Linked DNA regions of Gossypium hirsutum: region 1 is linked to region 2. A link is a contact called in public Hi-C data. All regions are on one chromosome and are shown on one strand. The core of a region is the stretch at or near the end of the contact, and the rest is flanking DNA. Distances in the headings are between cores, read along the strand shown. Region 1 has its middle 20 kb from the start of LOC107951698. Region 2 overlaps LOC107951742 (probable glucan 1,3-beta-glucosidase A).

Region 1 (2,727 bases), core at 98-2,597, 340 kb after region 2:
TTAGCTATCCAAAATTGTTGAGGTTTCTCAACATTAAGGGCTGATGTTGTATTTGGTTGGTTGAATCTCCTAAGTCTTGATTTCTAAATTTCAAACCCTAAATAGGATAGGGTTTATATTAATGCCTTTTTGGAGACATTTAAGGTTTGAAATTAAATGTTTAACCTTCTATCAACAGATGAGATGATTGTTAAAAACTAAAAGGATATATATTCATACTATATAGACTCTTTCACTTCTTTTTAATGTATTTAAGTTTGAGATTATTATTCAGCCATTGAATCTTGAATTAAATTAATATAAAAAAAATTCAAAACATTACATAATTCAATTTGAAACATGTAATTTAGGTTTGACGAAAAATTAATTATAAAATTGTATTACTAGTTTCATATTGTCCCAATAAAAATTAATATTAATTCTATCTTTTCAAGGAAAATAAAGAGAAAATAAATCCCAGGTGCCAATTAAAAACCCTTATCGACGAACCGAAAGGAAATAGAAATAAACCTCGGAAGAAGTGGAGAAAATAATGATTTAAAAAGAAAGCAATGATGTATATATCTTTGGTGTAAGATATTTTGATATTTCAAAGTTATATTGGATTTTAATTAAATTTTATAAAATGTTAAATTAAATCTTTAAATAGAGATAATTTTTAATGATGTTTCTTTCAATCACAAGACTTGAAATTAAATCTTATTTGAAAGATATTGAATTTTTTTCCAACTCAATTTAACATGCATTATATATATGTGTGTGTGTGTGTGGAGGACGTTAGAAAATAAAAGGGAGTTACCTTTATATAGCTATACCAAATGTTGTAACCTTTTTATCGTATCAAAAGAAGTGGTCTTCATTATGGCTAGCTCTGTACTAGACATTGATATGTTCCTTAAATCATTTCAAAGTATATAGTTACATTGATTTTTTTTTTCAAAACCAAGCATATTTGAACCTCAAAAATATATTTGAATGACAAAGAAAAAGGAGAGAAGAAAGTACTGAAAAATACTGATCATGAAGCACATTGAAGGAATATATAATATTATGGGGAAAATGAGAGATGATGTTATAAGAAGCAAAAGAAAACAAATGAGATGGGGTTTTGTTTCTTTGTTTGTTACTTCATTTTTTTTTTTTTTGCTTTTTGGTAGGGAAATAGTGGTGCCATAAGAACCAAAGCTGGGGGCCACTGTCTTATTTATTTATTTTATTCTTCTTTGTTTTGGAGAAGAAAAGAAAAGAGGAGGGAAAAAGGAAAGAAAGGCTGCCAAAGAATATGGAAAATGGAAATCAAGGTCCTCCCACTCTTTTTCTCGTCCTGTCACTATCCACTCCCCTTTTCCCCGCAATTCCCTCCTTCCTCTCTCTCTCTCTAAACCTATGGTCAATCTTTATGTAACCTCCCTATACTATGCATCTTTAGTGTATTTAGTCCCTCTTGATTTCTTCTTATCATTACATTCCAGGGGGAAGGGATGATAGGGTTTGAACCCGCATTGTCTAGATGTCAAATGGGAACTCTAACTACTCCTCCAACCATGTTTGGGTAGTCCCTCTTGATTTTTTTTATCATCCATATTTGTTTTAGTGTCTATATTTGAGATTCATGATTATATGTTGTTTCTAAGTTTTAAACATTTATTCTCTACTTAAGTTATCGTTTGCTGCTTTTCCATATTATGATTTCAATGGAATGTGATTGCGAGGAATATGATTGATAGTAAAGTTACTTTACAACATTTGATATACATTAGAAGGTATCAATTACAATATCAGAAAAGTTATATTATCACGTTTAGTTAATTAAGTACTTTCCAGAAAACGTAATGATACTTTACCAATTTACCATTCTTAAATAAAAGATGATATTCATGTATTTAATTTTTATAATAAATTTTATTCTTAACAAATATTTTAGTCATTTATTTAATAATAAAACTTAATTGATAATTCTTAAATTATTATTTTTAATTTATAGTTTTGATTAGTACAAGAAAATTATAATTTTCATTGAAATAAATTAAAAAAATCATGTTGATTCCAACTATATACAAAATCATAATTAAAAAATTATAATATATATACAAAATCATGGATATATAAAACTTGTTTGGGGATAAATTAAAAAAACACTTGAAATCACGTTTTTTTTAACTAAAGGCTAATCCATAGGTATATAAAAAAATAGTTAAATCATAGGAATGTAAAGTCATTGGCACTCTAACCCACAATTCCTACATCGTTTAATGGAATATTTCTACTCATTTACTAAAAAATATATTTCATACGCATACAAGTGCTAAATCAAATTTGTAGCTGAAAAATAAAACTTATTTATAAGAATCCGTTAAAGTAATAGAAAAAACCAAGTAGTAGGAAGAAGGAATGAGGTAACACTTGTTTCTTCTCTTTTTTTACATTAATTAATAGACTAATACACTAAATCAATATAAAATAGGGTTAATTTCGTCTTAACTTTCTCACCTTTTATCATGTGAATCACGTTGTTATGTTTATCGGAAAGTTAGATTCCAAAAAAAGTAAATAAAACTTGATATACCAAACATTCAAATAACTTTCCAACTAATTAAATTATCAAGAAAGTGACTATTTTTCATCATACCAAACGTTACCTAAAAGTGCAATGTGTCTTACAAATACACTCATACTTTTCAAAATGTGCGTTTTCAATTCTTATACAAACTTATTTTAAAATATATA
Region 2 (2,871 bases), core at 225-2,724:
CTTCCTTTGGGTGGGCTTATTGGACACTCAAAAATGATAGAAAGCACTGGGATTTTGAATGGAACATTAGGAACAATTATCTCCGATTAAGTAACATTCTAAACCCATCTCCATTTTTTTTCCAAACATGGATGTTAAATCACTTGGTTGTATCGCATTTCACGTTGACGTACATTCATGCAGGTAGTTCAGAGAAGAAAGTTTTCAATAGCCTAAGATGGCTTTTACTTGCATCGATTTGCTTCTATCAGTGTCAAATATTGGAGTTGGTTGAGAACTGGATATGAACCTGCTGAAGATGAAAGATCAAGTGCGGCTTTTTGTTTTCTGTCTTCCTTTTTCAGAAACCCTATCTTAAGCTCTTTGCTACTCCATTACAGTCATGTCATTTCATTCATTTTGGCAAATGTGCAAGTCCAATAATATTTTTGGAGTAGAAAATATCCAGAAGTCATTACCTCTTGTTCAATTCAACCCGGAGAGCCGTATAATTACGACTCGTATCATTACCATTTCACCTCTGATAATGAACCTGATCCATAGTCAATCCCCACTCTGTTAGCTTCGCCTGACACTATGATTTACTACCTATAACGTTCGTTGCCCTCCATGCCAACTACAAGTCACAACTCTTGATGCCCCAACCACTTGTTTTCAAATCGGAAACGTTTCCTTCTCCACTGCTCAAAACTACCCCCCGTTTACAAAATAATTGGTGCATGGTCCGATGTTGTAGCCACCACAGATCACACTTCTGAGTTCGGGAAACAATTGAACCAACTACTATTAGCCACTGCTCAATCCAACTTCTTTTGCACCCATTCTGCTGAGCCCCTACCTCTCTCTCATGTAAATCTATAACCCCTCCAACACACATCACGAAGATCACAGTCACCCAAGGTTCTCCTAAAACCATCAAATTAAATGAGGGTGATCGGCTTCCCCCTTCCTTATCCTCCATGCTCGCCAATCACAACCCAACGCTTCCCTCCCAACGACACCAAAGATCTCAGTAACTCCAATGACTGCCTCCTACGACTTCTTTCCGAAAACCCAAAAAAGCAAGTCAGCCTCCATTTCAAGCCATCCACCTCTTTACAAGCTTCGTTGATAAATTTTGGGGCATAATTAATCACCCGAATATCAACTCTGTTATCCTACAATTTTTTGAGCCCACCTCCTCTTCCTAAACGATCTACCCCGAAACAATTAACGGCCCACCATAAACTAAAGTTTCTACTAAAAACATAAAATCCGGCCTATGATGACGGATCAACTCTTGAAGGGTGCGAACTTCCCGGAGGTTGCCGAGACCTCGACAGTTTAAGCTTAAAATTTCCATGGCTGCCGGCAGGCCTGGCCACCGAATCCCACCGATAAAAATTTCCATTACCAATAATAGTCTCATCCACCATTAATTCATCTTGGTCATTGCCCAGCCCATTAGTCCCTTTCTCAACACCCATCCTAGGCCTCTATTAACCGTCCGTAGTATTAATGGTATTGTCCTCATTCAAACGGCCCACATATCCTCACATTCCTTGATATGCGCAAAAGAAATCCACGCTTTCTCAATCTGATAATTGCCAGCCAAATTAATCCCTAAACTAGCGCTATACTAATTTATGAGATTGGAAGTAGAATAATCAACTATAATCTTTCCCTTTCCGTCCTTATCCCCCCGTAATTTGCTCTTCGTAGACATCACCTTCTTCACGTAACCAACAGCTGGTAACCGGCGATGACCTCCTCCTCGGCGCTTTCAGAAATGTACCCTACTCCAGCGGTAATTCCTTCCTACCATGTATTGCACGTACATGACAAAAGCTTTCTGCATGGGCTAATCTCCCACACAAGAAACAAAGAAGCGTAAGTCTCTCATAGAGAAACCAAGCATATGCCTGAGACCCTGAGGCCAGAAAAATCTTCTTTCTCCTCTTCAACAGCAGTTGGAGCATCTATAGCTACCCGGATACGTATTAACCCCTTACTACCAGCTTTAGAATTATAACTCACGAACCTCCCCACTAAATTACCAAATTGAGTTACCATTTGCTCGGACATTAATCCCTTTGGCAAGTCATGCACTTGTACCCAAAAATTCACAAAGAAGAGCAGGAGTTTTTGAGGATCATCACCTTCCTTCACTCTGGAAAACAAGGAGGTAATTGTTAAAGGTCCAAGGACCCCCAACAATCGCTCTATCAAACCTCGTAATAGAACTTAAAAGAGGAGCCGCTTCTCCCCCAGATCCAATATTGTAACCCCTCCAATCGGATGCCATAAGTTAACAAAAGTATTCCTCATAGATTGGAAGTTTATAATACTTGCTGTCAGAAAACAACCAGCCAAAGGCGTACCCTTATCTCCAGTATTTATTTTCCATGGCTCCTCCTCACCCTCATCTATAGTCAACGCTGCTATCCCTTACTCCATGAACCACCAGTCTCAAAGCAAAGTCCACGAAGAATGAAACAACATAGACCAAAACAAAGAAAATAATCAAAACATGCCACTAAGAGCAGCCATTTAATTGTTAAAATAAATAAAATTTGTATTTTACCTTAGGAGATAATTTTAAAAATTTTCAGTTTAGTGTTTAGTGAACCAAACATTTTTTTTTGGGTATGTTTCAATTTATCAGTTATATTAATTAGGCATATTTTAAGCATTTTATTAAAAAATATTACATGATTTTAAAAACATTGATTTTTATGGGAGATGATAGTATAATTTTCATTACCCATGCTGATATCGCTAATGTTCAAATATGAAATTCTTCCTTTAAACTTTTCAATACATTATGTGTTACTTCAATTAAACAAAATCTCATTTCTGTTTTCTAGTTTTATAAGGGTAACTTGACATCTA

What was found. A called contact is a pair of places that touch in the nucleus more often than the background predicts.
Region 1: a contact with region 2 is called in a Hi-C map of leaf, with 1.6 times the contacts expected there. The contact joins two enhancer-like sites. A contact is called at or near these places in 3 of 34 Hi-C or Micro-C datasets (all in leaf).

The regions. Positions count from the first base shown.
Region 1 is chrA02:98,372,119-98,374,845 of Gossypium_hirsutum_v2.1, forward strand. No RefSeq gene overlaps it. Among protein-coding and RNA genes, the nearest start is that of LOC107951698, 20 kb to the right of the region's middle. Within about 2 kb of position 1,348, at least 3 of the 9 cell types and tissues checked have an H3K27ac peak or open chromatin away from gene starts, as enhancers often do. A contact at or near this core is called in leaf, where this site is marked.
Region 2 is chrA02:98,036,662-98,039,532 of Gossypium_hirsutum_v2.1, forward strand. It overlaps LOC107951742 (probable glucan 1,3-beta-glucosidase A), which reads left to right. Exons shown (of 11, transcript XM_016886879.2): 10 at 1-90; 11 at 184-441. The coding sequence ends at 287. Among protein-coding and RNA genes, the nearest start is that of LOC107951742, 5.4 kb to the left of the region's middle. Within about 2 kb of position 1,475, at least 9 of the 9 cell types and tissues checked have an H3K27ac peak or open chromatin away from gene starts, as enhancers often do. A contact at or near this core is called in leaf, where this site is marked.